Linked DNA regions of Mus musculus: regions 1 and 3 are each linked to region 2. Evidence: chromatin contacts called from public HiChIP or PLAC-seq and Micro-C data. All regions are on one chromosome and are shown on one strand. The core of a region is the stretch at or near the end of the contact, and the rest is flanking DNA. Distances in the headings are between cores, read along the strand shown. Region 1 holds the start of Pspc1 (paraspeckle protein 1). Region 2 holds the start of Rnf17 (ring finger protein 17). Region 3 holds the start of Zmym2 (zinc finger, MYM-type 2).

Region 1 (4,418 bases), core at 1,652-4,151, 380 kb before region 2:
TCACTTTGTAGACCAGGCTTGCCTCGAACTCAGAAATCCGCCTGCCTCTGCTTCCCAAGTGCTGGGATTAAGCCTTTTTGTTTCTTAATAAACTATCTCTGTTTCTGTTACCTTTAGAATCATGCCTTTAGGGGCTGGAGAGATGGCTCAGCGGTTAAGAGCACTGACTGCTCTTCCAGAGGTCCTGAGCTCAATTCTCAGCAACCACATGGTGGCTCACAACTATCTGTAATGGGATCCAATGCCCTCTGGTGTGTCTGAAAACAGCTACAGTGTACTCATACACATAAAATAAATCTTAAAAAAAAAAAAAAAGAAAGAAAAAGAAAAAAGAAAAAAGAGAGCTGGGTATGGTGGCACAGGCCTTTAATCCCAGTACTTGGGAGGCAGAGGCTGGCGGATTTCTGAGTTCAAGGCCAGCCTAGTCTACAAAGTGAGTTCCAGGACAACCAGGGCTATACAGAGAAACGCTGTCTTGAAAAACCAAAAAAAAAAAAAAAAAAAAAAAAGAAAAGAAAAAAGAAACATGCCTTTAAACCCAGCACTTGCAGAGGCAGTGGCAGAGGCAGGTGGATCTCTGAATTTGAGGCCAGTCTGGTCTGCAGAGGGAGTTCCAGCAAGTGCAGCATCTCTTCAGCTTCTGTAGCTAGGTCTGGTGATACATATTCATGATCCCAGCACTTGAATGAAGGCACAGCATCATAATTTCAAGGCCAGCATCAGCTCTATAGTGAGCCGGCCTAAAGTCTAGGAGATCTGGTCACAAACAAAGCTCCTGGGAAGATTTTTGTAAAAGACTGTGTGAACATTACTTTTATTTGACTTTAACACTTAAGAATAGTTTTCATGCCGGGTGGTGGTGGCGGCGCACGCCTTTAATCCCAGCATTTGGGAGGCTGAGGAAGGCAGATTTCTGAGTTCGAGGTTAGTTTGGTCTACAGAGTGAATTCCAGGACATCCAGGGCCACACAGAGAAACCCTGTCTTGAAAAACAAAAAACAAAACAAGCAGTTACTTTGTAAGTATGAGTGTTTTGCCTGTATGTGTGTGTCATGTGTGTGTCACGTGCCCAAGGCCTGAAGAGGGTATCAGTCAGATCCATACAACTGGGTTGGGAGCAGCCCTGTGGGAGTTGAATGTCAGGTCCTCTGCAAGAACAACTGGTGCCTTAAGAGTTGAGCCATCGCTCTAGCTCCCGAGTTTCATATTGTTAAGAAAAAAAAAAGTCTACTTTCATGAGAAACTGATGAACACCTTGTAGAGTGGTATGTGAGTTTAATTACTTTTTGTGGTCTTTGAAGATACACCTTGTATATGCTGGGATTTGTATGGGAGGGGATTGAGGTGAGAGGTTCAGAATTGCCCACACTTCTTAAACTTTTTCCTACCTGAATCCTTACAGAGTAAGTTTGTGATACTTAAGCCTGGTGTCTGGTCCATAGGAGTTCATGGTCTGTCTGTATTAATTTTATAATCTATTCCAGGAAATTCTACTCTGAAGTTAATAATCCACAACACAGTCAGGGTGGTGTGAACCTTTAAACACAGCTCTTGGGAGGCAGAGGCAGTGGGGCAAAGATAACACAGGCAGGAGGATCTCTGTGAGTTCAAGGCCAGCTTTGTCTAGGTAGAGAGTTCCAGGACTGCCTGGGCTATATAGACTAAACCAAGCAAAATCATGATTGTTTCAGAAACTTGGATTGTGAGGCTGTGGGGCTCAGCACTGGTGTGTGCAAAGCTCGAGTTCATTTCCCAGCACTGAAAAAAACCAACATTGGATTGCTTAATCAGGAAATATGATTTTTAAGAGCTTTATTATTTTTGTTAGTTTTTTTCTGGCTTCCCAAATGCTAGCTAGGATTACAGGTGTAAGCTACCATACCTGTTAAAAGGTGTTTTTAATTGCCTCGAAAATTTGTTTTATTAAGTGCTGTGTATAAATATGCTCATGCCTTTAATCCCAGCACAGGTGGGTGGATCTCTGAGTTCCAGGACAGCTAGGGCTATACAAAGAAACCCTGTCTCAAGAAAAATGAAAGGAAGCATTTTTTCTATTAATATCACTTTGCTGTGTAGCCCAGGCTGACCTTGAACTGCCTATCTTCCTCCCTGTCTACCCAGTGCCGATAACATGCAAGTTTTTCTTTTTCCATTCAATGATAGTTGCCGTAATATTTAAAAGGGCAAATACATTCCCTAAATTATTGTATTTTCACACCGTATTGTACACATATACTTTGTTCCTCATGATATGTTAATTAATATCAGATAATATTAATCTACATATATTTTGAGCAGATAGACCAGACAGCAGACCAGGCCAAGGTGGTTCCACGTGGGAGAGGTTTATTGTGTAGGGATAGGGGGGCGGCGAAGCGGGTAGAAGGGCAGAGAAAAGGAAAAAGAAAGAGGGGTGAGAGAAAGAGAAGGGTGGTGGTAATTCCTTCCCCCCCCCCATTTATACGGAAAATGACGTCACACCAGTGAGGGTGGGAACTGAGCCAAGTGGATTGTGGGATTGAGGGTCGTTGTCCTGGCAACGCAGGTCAAGGGTTATATAGTTAGGCCAGGATGGAGTGTACTGGTACTAACACTTCACTTGTAGTGTCTGACCTAGGTGTCCCAGGGCTGAGTCCGGAGGGTCGAAAGCTAAGGTCAGCCTCGGATATACATGTCCATACTCTTCCAGTTGCATAGAGCAAGAAAACAAAACAACCCCCTCCTCCAATAGTCTGCACTATCTTAGGTTGCGATGTCCCTAGGAGTGGACTCTAAGGCTCGCCACAGTTTGCGCACGCGCCATGCTAGCAAACGGTTCGCGGGTATGGGATTTGCGCAGGCGCGCCGTGGAGGGGCGGGACTCTTGCCCGCGTCTCTTCTTCCAACTGCAGTTTGAAGCAGCGCCATTTTGAGCGTTCGGCCACCGCGGGCGTGATTGCGGGGAGGCTGGGCTTCCCTCCGTTACCTGGCTTTCCTTGCTTCGTTTCCATAGATACATGTGGAGACGTGTGTACCTTGACGTCTAGGCCTCATCCAGCATCCCAAGCGAACTTGCTAAGATGATGTTAAGAGGAAACCTGAAGCAAGTACGTATTGAGAAAAACCCGGCTCGTCTTCGCGCCCTGGAGTCGGCGGCCGGAGAGAGCGAACCGGTGGCCGCGGCGGCCATGGCGCTGACGCTGGCCGGCGAGCAGGCGCCGCCACCCGCACCTTCCGAGGAGCACCCGGACGAGGAATTGGGCTTCACCATCGACATCAAGAGTTTCCTCAAGCCGGGCGAGAAGACGTACACGCAGCGCTGCCGCCTCTTCGTGGGTAACCTGCCCACAGACATCACGGAGGAGGACTTCAAGCGCCTCTTTGAGCGCTACGGAGAGCCCAGCGAGGTCTTCATCAACCGCGACCGAGGCTTCGGCTTCATCCGCCTGGTGAGTCTGCGGCGGGGCGCGAGGAAACAACAACAACAACAAAAAAAAGCTGCGGGGGCTGCGGTTTGGCGTGAGGGCGCCGCAGGGCTTCTGTCCTGCTGGTCGCCGGTCGCCCGGGGCTCACTTCGGGAGCGCGCTGCTATCGCAGGGGGCGGGGTCAAGGAGGACCAGCGGCGTCTGGGTGGACGGTCTTGCGCGACAAATTTTGTTGTCACGGAGGTGAATTGGGGATGAACTTGAGGAATTTCAGCAGCGGATTTGTTCCCTCACCAGAATGATCCACAGCTTCCTTTTGCTTTCAAGGGGATGTGTCGAGTGGTGTAGCTCTGTGGCAGAACCTGGCCCAGCATTAGCATGCTCAAGGCCCGGGGTTTCTTCTGCATCCTAGCAAGTATTCGCCTTCTGTCTCTGCATTGCGTGCTGTCTACGCTAAGCCATCCAGGTCTGCAAACTCCTGAGAGTAATTGGGGCCAAGGGTGGGTGCTACCGTGTATTTGACTTATCCTAGCATTAAAATATTATCCTATACCCTCTTAAATTTAAGTAAAGAAAAAAAATCCAATTAGGTAAAAAAAAAAAATGCCTAGTTTGTCGGCTTGAAGCACTATTCATTCATTCATTCATTCATTTATTTTTGGTTTTTCCAGACAGGGTTTCTCTATATAGCCCTGGCTGTCATGGAACTCTCACTCTGTAAACTAGGCTGGCCTCAGACTCAGATCTGCTTGTCCCAGCCGAGCTCTGACATTAAAGGCGCACCTGCGCTACCACCACCAAGCTTATGCCTGATATGTTAATTGCAAGTCGCATACTTCTTTTTTTTTTTTTTTTTTTTTTTTTGGTTTTTCAAGACAGAGTTTCTCTGTAGCCCTGGCTGTCCTGGAACTCACTTTGTAGACCAGGCTGGCCTCGAACTCAGAAATCCACCTGCCTCTGCCTCCTGGGTGCTGGGATTAAAGGGGTGCGCCACCACCGCCCGGCAGCAGTCGG
Region 2 (4,927 bases), core at 2,054-4,553:
ATTTAATGTTATGTCCTGTGTACATGTGTGCACGTTTCTGAGTGAGGATATACATACACCATTGCATGAGTGTGGTAGTCAGAGGAGAAACTCTCATCTGGCTTTTATGTGGATTTTGGGGATCCAAGCTCAGGTTTTCAGGTTTTCACTCCAAGTGCTTCTACCTGAACACGCATCTTCCTGGCCCATGGAAACTTTTATCTTCTGTTAATGCTTCTTTAGTCAGAGATTAAACATCTATATTAAAAGTTTCTAGTTTCTACATTTTGTCTAACATTTTAACCTATAACATGTGGGTGTATTCAAAAATAAAGATTAGAAAACTTACCTCACAGTCAGTGCATTTACTTGTGGTATATTCTTGAGGTGCTAACAGGCACAGTTCACAAAAGGCATGTCCACATGGAAACTTGTGGTGGTCACCTATTGATGAAATTTCACCAATTAAAAAAGTCTACAATTTGTAGAATTAGGGAATAGGTACCCATCAAAGGGCAAATTAAAAAGGTATTCTTATACACACACACATATATGTATATATATATGATCCCTAGTTCAGTTAGATTGGCTGATTTATTTAACATTTAGGAGGTCAAAAGGAGGGAGAAAAATCAGGAAGCAAAATCATGCAGAGCTATATAATGTTTGCATGAATCCAGACAGTTTTGAACCTATACAACTGTAAATCTGCCCTATTTTACAATGATACAAAGTGCTCTGACATATTTCATTTGACCTTTGTAAATATGTCTAATTGGCTGCAAATATTGTGTCTAATCTACAAGTAGGAAAATATGCTGGTAATTTGACTATTTAAAATGTTTAATCCAGACTCCAACTTTCTGTTTCCAAATATCATCTCCATTCTGTTTGACAATACTACCCTGTATTTTCTATCTTATGAGAGGGTTAGGCTGAAATGAAACACTGGTAAGAATTTTCTCAGAGTAATCTAAGATGTTAGCAAGGATGGAAAACAGGGTAGAAACCACATGTTATGACCTACATTCAGATTATTTTTGCAAACCTAGCATTTGTGAAGAGTACCATAACCTTGGGTGAAAATATAGTATCAAGATTTGAATGTGACCCAGCAAGATGGCTCACTGGGTAAGAGTGTTTGCTGCTAAGCCTGGTGACCTGACTTTTATTCCCAGAACCTACAAAACACAAGAATAATATTGACTCCTGCAAGTTTTCTTATGGCTTTCAAATGCATATATGTATGTATCAACATACATACATACACACACACACATGCACAAAATATATTAAATATTTTTAAAAATATTTAAATGTACTAGGTAGACTTTGAAGCTTAATAAACTTTTAAAAATTATATAAATTTAAAATAGAATGCTATCTTATTATTTTGTTAGTGTGTGTGTGAATATTCACATGTGTGTACATGTAGAGGCTACAGGAACAACCTTGAGTTCTGATCCTCAGAAGTAGTCCACTTTGTTTTTTGAGGGTCATCCACTGGCCTGGAACATGTCAAATAGGCTAGGATGGCTGGCAAGTAAACCCAAGAGAGTTATCAGTTTCTGCCTCCTCATAAGGTTACAAACAGGTGGCAGCTTTTTCCTCAGGCACCAGGCACACATGGGGTACACAGATATACATGCAGGCAAAACACTCTTATACACCAAAACAAAGTTGTTGTTGTTGTTTTTTTAAAAGAAAACTAAAGTTAGTAATGTTTTGCTAGAACACATCTATAGGATTCTTGCTAAATTATAATAATTTCATTAATTTAACTTTTTAGAAGAATATTTTAATTTTTTGGCAAGCTGAAATTTGATACAAATTTGGTTAAATTTCAGGGCTAATATTACTAAGTCAATAAAAAAAATTTCAACTGTTTTAATAAAATTTCTGATATTGTACAAGCTGACCTGTAGCACACTTTAGCTTACAAAGCATGAACTCAATCTTATAATATAAATGCACAGACAAGCCACTGACTTTGTAAGATTATGTTCAAGAACCTTATTTTTTTTTTAAATAATTTTCATTTTAAAATGGGCATTTTCTACCTAACAGAAACAGTGATCTAAACTCCAAATAAGGCCAGGCCTAAAGGTACAAGGCTGCAATTCCAACTACTTAGGAGGTTGGACCAAGGACAGCTAGTTTGCCTACCATGTACAAGGATTTAGATTTACTACCTAGCACTGCAAAACAAATACCTCCAGAGAGATTGAAAATACAACTAGTTTTCTCTGTGGAAGGGTCTGTCTCCCAAATGGTGTCCATCTTCAAAGAGCCCACTGACCTCCCCTTTAAAGTATAAACATTAAACAGGTAAAAGAGTAAGACTTTTTAGTCATTTCAGTAGTTTTGATTCAATAACGAATACCTATTAAAATTATCTAAAGTACTCAAGTTACATTAAAATAACCTGAACTTAAAAATTCATTTTGTAGCCGGGCAGTGGTGGCACATGCCTTTAATCCCAGCATTTGGGAAGCAGAGGCAGGCAGGCAGGTAGATCTCCGAGTTCGATGCCAGCCTGGTCTACAGAATAAGTTCCAGTACAGCCAAGGCTACATAGAGCAACCCTGTCTCGAAAAACCAAACCAAATAAACAAAAGGAAAGAAAATTCATTTTGAAGATTGTAAATGACCTCCATAAGGGCACAGTGAACAAAGGCAAATACAATATCCTAAGATTCACAAAAGGAACTATAGTTTCTCCAGCAACGCTTTAAGTTAAATTGGGCCTTTTTTATTTTATTTTTTTCCATCTAAGAGCTTTTCAGTTTACTTATTATTCCTACAAGAAAAACTGAAAAACTACCCAGGAAAATCAAGTTTTATTTCTTCTTGATCACTAGATCATGAAACATTCCTTTCTTTCCTTCCTTCCTTCTTTTTTTTTTTAACCGAAGGAGGAATAAATTCAAATGTTGTGGTGGAGGAGGGTGACTCCAGATAATTAGTACCCTACTTCCTCACCCGCTGTTTCTTGAGCCTATCAACTTAGGGAAGTATGGGAAACGCGCTCCAGAGACTTGGCAGAGCTAACCGCCCGCCTCACATCTCTGTCTCCATCTTCCTGGGTGTGTGGAGAGAACCCTGGAGGGCCGGCCCAACCGCGCACAAGCCCGAAGCCAAGGCCGGGGTCACACACCCTCCCACGGGGCCACCCAGCCAGTCCCAGGCTCCTCACCGGAGGCAACGGACACCTTCCTTCCACACCGAGTGCACTGACACCCCGAAGCACCCTGCGCTCCACTCTTACTCTCCACTAGGTGACAGGAAGCCAGCCCGGTCGACGAAGCCTCTGCCGCCATTGCTCCTCTCAGCGCTGAGGGGCAGCAGCACGTGCAAGTCCCAGCAGCCCTCGCGTCAAGAACCAATCACAGGACTCCGGCGACCATAGGTAGCCAATCAGGAGGCAGAAAGACTAGGCCCCGCCTCACTCCCCACCCCCCAACCCCAGGTTGCTCTGGCTGCATTGCGGTGCTGGGCTTTTATCCTGGAGGCCTGTGTTCTCAGAAGAGGCCGCGAGTTTACTTTTTTTTTTTTTTTTTTTTTTTTTTTTTTGGTTTTTTTCGAGACAGGGTTTCTCTGTATAGCCCTGGCTATCCTGGAACTCACTTTGTAGACCAGTCTGGCCTCTAACTCAGAAATCCACCTGCCTCTGCCTCACAAGTGCTGGGGATTAACACGCCCGGGTGCGAGTTTACTTTTTACTTTTGAAGTCTTACCCAGGAGCCACCACTTTACACTTTTCATCAACTCGAATTTGCATTTTGTGTATTACGACTTACATCACTGGGCCAGGGGGACCTCAAGTACCAGGCCTTTAGAACCAAGGAGGCCCCGTCTCCATCTGCTTTGGGTCAGGGCGGCAATCTGTCATTACTTGATATCAACTGTTGCAGAGAAGTCAATTAGCTACCCTTGTGAGAGATCCAATTAATTCCAAACAAAGGGATGCTCGTTACTAATAGCTCCTGAGCCTCATCTACAAGTCACTATCCTGGGAGACATCGAGGATGCAAAGAATTTGCAAACTAATAGATTTCTGTTTGAGAGACATGTAGCTAGAATTTTGTGAAGACACGGAGTCGATATGGTTTACAGTGAGTGGTATGAAAAGTCTCCCTAGACATTGCAAGATTTTCCCTAGACCCTAAAACCCCACTGGTACTATAGGAATGAACAGAGAGTAATAATCCCGGGGGGAAAGAACTCAAGGAGAAACTTTTAGCAGGGAGATACAGCGGCTGCTAAGGAATTAATTTATAAATCATTCAGAGAGCATACTAGTTTCCTTCGTATGGGATTTTGGTGGGAGAGAGTGGAGGCTGAAGAATTTTAAAGCGTTCTGAATATTACACTTTGCCCTTTGATCAGGAAAGCATGGGAATGGCTTTGTGAACAAAGAATGAAAGAATCCAGTAGCTGAGTGATGGGAGTATTTCAGAAGAAGCGACTGAAGGTGGCAGGTCCAACTCAGCAGTTAAGAATAAAGCCCATCGGGGCTGGTGAGATGGCTCAGTGGGTAAGAGCACCCGACTGCTCTTCCGAAGGTCCGAAGTTCAAATCCCAGCAACCACATGGTGGCTCACAACCACCCGTAATGAGATCTGATGCCCTCTTCTGGTGCATCTGAAGACAGCTACAGTGTACTTACATATAATAAATAAATAAATAAATAAATAAATCTTTAAAAAAAAAAAAAAAAAAGAATAAAGCCCATCCATATTGTTTCTCTTTCCTGCTCTGTATTGTATATGTGATTGTATGTGGTTGTTTTTTTTTAATTGTGCTCAGAGGCACACACCTCCTAGAACAGAAATTGACATTTTTATAGGGTTTGTTTGTTTTTGTTTGTAAAACAAACTATTTTGTACCTTGAATTGGGTGTATGTATATTGAAACATTGTAAAAGTAAACGTATCTCAGAATCTAA
Region 3 (4,304 bases), core at 1,381-3,880, 480 kb before region 2:
TACCTTTTTCTGACATCCTTGGCCACAAAGTACATGTATGTCACACATACATTCAAACAGGTAAAACAATCATACACATTAAAAATAAATCCAAGCCGGGCGTGGTGGCGCACGCCTTTAATCCCAGCACTCCAGAGGCAGAGGCAGGCAGATTTCTGAGTTTGAGGCCAGCCTGGTCTACAGAGTGAGTTCCAAGACAGCCAGGGCTACACAGAGAAACCCTGTCCCAAAAAACCAAAATAAATAAATCCAAAGTAACCATAAGCATCTATACTTATAACACACCTTTAAAAGTATACAAGTAACAACAGGAGCTGTACTGGGCTCAAGAGTAATATTTGGGGCTAGAACTGTAGCATAGTTGGTGAGGTGCTTGCTAGCGTGCAGGAAGCTGGGTTTGATTCCCAGCACCACATAAATATAACAAGAGGACACAAGTCATAGCACTTGGGAAGTTGAGACTGAGGGATCACAAGTTCAAAGTCATTCTAGGCTACGCAACAAAAGTTCAAGGTCAACCTGGGATACATTAGATGCCATCTCAAAATAAGTGATAGGGCCTGCAAGATGGCTGAATGGATAGAGGGGCCTGCTACATGAGCCTAACAACCTGGCTTGGATTCACTGAACCAATTAGACAGTGAAGGGTAGAACCAACTCCAAAAGTTGTCCTGACCTACACACTGGTGCTCTGGCATGTGCACCAACACAAACACACCATGCACTCACACACTATAAAAATTTTTAGAAATCCATAAAAAGCGTGACATAATAGAGAACTGGTCAACACCAGAGATGAAAGACTAAGTAGAGGACTGCACAGGTCTAAGCAGCATCTACTTGGTAAGATGAAAACAACAGATGCAAAGAACATGAAAGATCTAGAAACACGTCCACCTTCATGGTCAAATTCTGTCACTCAGACCAGGCATAAAAAGTTAAGCAGCTCTCCATAGTTGTCCATTACCAGAGGTCCATTAACCATGATGACAAGAAAAATGTCAAAAATGGTTGCATGCACTTCAAACCAAATAACATTAATTCCCACTCTGTAACTCTAGAGGGCACCAGAAATATGCCCTCCTTCCCAACACCCCTCCTCCCCACCGGTAACGTGAGCAGCTGCAGAAGCCCGTCGTCTGGTTGCTGAGGTTGGTATTGCAGCAGCAGAAGCGATGTCTGCAGCGGTGCAAACAGCAGCGCCCACTCCCAGCTGCCTCACCAGGCATCACTGGAGTTTCTCCCCGACAGCAGCTGCCACCCAAGAGAAGGCTCCTCCCCTTAAGAACAACCAGGAGGGCCAAATCCTATAGCTGAACCCCTATAATCCAACCACGTCCTCTGTTAATAAGCAAATTAGAAGAAAAGGACTCACAATGGTGTTTTCCTCACTTTCTGCCAAAGATGCACCAGATAGGGTTGAACGAAATTTCTGGTCCTGGGATAAAAGAGAAAAAAAAAAAGGGGGGGGGGAGAGAAATGGATGAACACCCAATCTGGTAGGAGCACCAAGCCGATTTCACCAGGAGGAGGCAGAGAAGGGACTAAGGGGTCAAGGAGGTTTGGCCCTTCTATTATTACCCCAAAGCCCACGCAAAACAGCCTACTACTTACTACCCAAGTGGAGTGAAATATTTTATTTGGAGCCAAAGCCCATGTGTAAGCCTCAATCTGCAGGGAAAGGGACCTGAGGGCACCAAGCCTGCTATGGGGTAGGGAGGGGGAAGGGCAAACATTGCCCCGACGCCAGCAAGGGACTTGCACTCCCTCGCAAGTATTACCACCACGGTTATTCCAGTCAAACTCAGCACCAATTTACAGGTAAAAACCAGTTTATGTCAACGATGGGCTGATATTGCCCATATTTGCCCCAAGCAGTTGCCCTGGGCCCGAGGTTTGCCCCCCCTGCAGTCCGAGACCGGCAGCGCTGCCTCCCCGTCCGCCATTAGAGACCCAGCCAAACAATACGTGAGGAGCAAGAGCCGCGCAGCACAGCGCCGGGGAGGAGACCAGCGACGAAGAGGACGCCGCAAGACTCAAAAGGCACCCCTTGCCATCGAAAACTTGGGGTCTCGGTTGGACAGACAGGGTGGGAGTGCAGCCCCCAGGCGGGAGGGCCAAAGGGCCCCTCCCCGGCCCGCCCGGCCGCCCGCAGCACAGAAAGGAAAACACCCCACGACCTCCGGCCGCTGCCGCCCGCACCTCGAGGCCCCCGCGCCCCCCGCCCCCGGCGACCGCCTCACCCAGCCAGCCCTGCCGCGCCCGCGCTCCCTCACCCCTCGGGCCGCACGCGAAGCCGCCCTGGACATCAGCGCGGCCCCCAGCGCACCCTCAGGCCCCGACGCAGCAGCCGCGACACCGGCCGCCGCGGGCTGTTAAGCCCGGCTCGGTGGGAGGCTCCCGACGCTGCCCTCACCCATCTCCGCCTCCCCAGTCGCCCCCGCCTCCGCCTCCTCCTCCCGAGGCTGCGCTGCTCCCAGCCACCCCCACTCTCCGCGGCCCTCGACAGGAAAGACGGCGGGGAGAAGCCTCACCGGGTTCTGGCTGCAGCTCCGCGGAACGAACCTCCCCTCCCCCGGCCCACCCCCCTTCGGCGACACGCACAACTCCGCTCGGTCCAGTCCCGGCTTTAGCGCTGGTGAGGAGGAGGCAGAGGAGGCGGTGGCACGGCGGGGCCCGGAGAGGCCCCGCCCTCCGCACGCTCATTGGCTGATGGCGTGGGCGGCACGGAATGCCTCGGGCAGGCTCCATTGGCCCAGTCGGCCTTCTTTCAGGACCCTCCTCGGTGAGGTAGTCACGGCGGCTGTCCGTCAGACCTGGGCCACGCCCTCGGGCCTACCGGCCCCCCCCCCCCCGCGGGCTGGGCCGGCCCTCCCTCCCTCCCTCTTTCCCTCCCTCCCTCCCTCCGTGCCCCCGCCCCGCCCCCACTCGCGGGGTCCGCCCGGGTCAGGAGCCCGAGTGGCGCTGCCCGCAGTTCGGCTCGCGCTTCGGCCCTGGGGGCGGGCGGTCTTCGTCGAGGCTTCCCGTGGGCCCGGGATCGGGACACTGGGTCTCGGCCTCCAGACGGTCGCCGCGGCCCTTTGCGACTCTGCTCGAGGAGAAACGCGGCCTCGATGTCCCGGTGTCCTCCCTGTCCAGGCCCCCAAGACCCGGGCGACTGGCGAGCCCGGCAGTGCCTGCGGCGGACCGAGGGGGCGAGCCCGGCTGCGGCCGCAAGGGGACTGGTGCGCTGGCGGCCGTGCAGGCGCTTCCACCTTGCCTGGCCCGTGGGAAGGGTGTCCCACCTCCGCCATGGCTGCGGCGGGAGGAGACGTCGGCCTCCATTTTGTGGGATCTGTTGGGAGAACTTGGGGCCCATCAGAACCGAACCCGTGGGGACGAGAAACTTGGCCCGGAACGAGTCCGATCGCGCTCTACCATAGGCCTTGTCCTCGGCCGCCAAGAGTTTGCGCGCCGAGATTGCGGCGGGGCCACACGACAGTGGTGACCCCAGACTGCCGCCGGGCAAGATGGAGCCCCGGGCTCCCTTAGCGGGCTCGCGCCCCTGGGACCTGGGCTGTCTGGCCTCGGCCGTCGGTGCCTGGCCGAGCACGCGCTCTCCGGCCTGCCCAGCGCCTGTCCTCCACGTTGGCGGGGCCTCGGGCCATCGCGTGCCCTTCGCTTCAGTCCTGGCTCCGTGGGCAGTGACCCTCTCATAGGAGTCCCACCGGGCGCATTCGGAGCGGAGCCGCTGGAGGGCGGCACGAGGGTCTTTTGTTCCTCGTCTACACCCACGTCTTTGGCAGAAGACTTGGTGCTGGATTTCCAGGACTCCCTGTAACCTAAGAAATGCACCTCGCCCTGGTGGTTGTTAGCGGGATTACAACTGATGTTGGTTACTTCCTCAACCAAATGGATGGATTCAATTAGATCTCTGAATTTCCGAATTGACAATACCGCCTATTAATGAGTCATATGGCGTTACATTGTAAAGCTCTCCAAGATGATAATGAACATGAAATTTTTAATGAAGTGAATTATTGATTAAGGTCTCAGGCTAATATGTAGACTGCAGTGGATACCATTTACAAAGGACAACCTGGTAGAAACAATCATTTTCAATTTTAAAAAAAAGTGCTTTCACCCTCATTTAAATTCCATACATACATTGCTCTTCTTTACCATTTGAAGACAAAAAAACTACAATAGGGCTGGTGAGATGGCTCAGTGGGTAAGAGCACCTGACTGCTCTTCCGAAGGTCCGGAGTTCAAATCCCAGCAACCACATGGTGGCTCACAACCATCTGTAACAAGATCTGATGCCC

Evidence for each region. Hi-C and Micro-C count contacts between places; a contact is called where the count stands out from the background. HiChIP or PLAC-seq counts read pairs in DNA pulled down with a chosen protein or histone mark.
Region 1: an H3K4me3 HiChIP or PLAC-seq map of embryonic stem cells shows a contact between it and region 2, with 4 times the contacts expected there. The contact joins the promoter of Pspc1 here to the promoter of Rnf17 in region 2. A contact is called at or near these places in 3 of 39 promoter capture datasets (embryonic stem cells and maxillary cranial neural crest), 1 of 484 Hi-C or Micro-C datasets (epidermal suprabasal cells) and 3 of 115 datasets of contacts at active chromatin or transcription factors (T-cell acute lymphoblastic leukemia and embryonic stem cells).
Region 3: a Micro-C map of embryonic stem cells shows a contact between it and region 2, with 3 times the contacts expected there. The contact joins the promoter of Zmym2 here to the promoter of Rnf17 in region 2. A contact is called at or near these places in 1 of 39 promoter capture datasets (hippocampal neurons), 1 of 484 Hi-C or Micro-C datasets (embryonic stem cells) and 1 of 115 datasets of contacts at active chromatin or transcription factors (epiblast stem cells).

What each region holds. Positions count from the first base shown.
Region 1 is chr14:56,776,801-56,781,218 of GRCm38.p6, reverse strand. It overlaps Pspc1 (paraspeckle protein 1), which reads left to right and starts at 2,901. Exons shown (of 9, transcript NM_025682.4): 1 at 2,901-3,428. The coding sequence starts at 3,060.
Region 2 is chr14:56,401,073-56,405,999 of GRCm38.p6, reverse strand. Rnf17 (ring finger protein 17) reads right to left here and starts at 3,303. Exons shown (of 37, transcript NM_001033043.1): 1 at 3,176-3,303; 2 at 329-423. The coding sequence starts at 3,299.
Region 3 is chr14:56,884,929-56,889,232 of GRCm38.p6, reverse strand. It overlaps Zmym2 (zinc finger, MYM-type 2), which reads right to left and starts at 2,630. Exons shown (of 25, transcript NM_029498.4): 1 at 2,535-2,630; 2 at 1,376-1,438.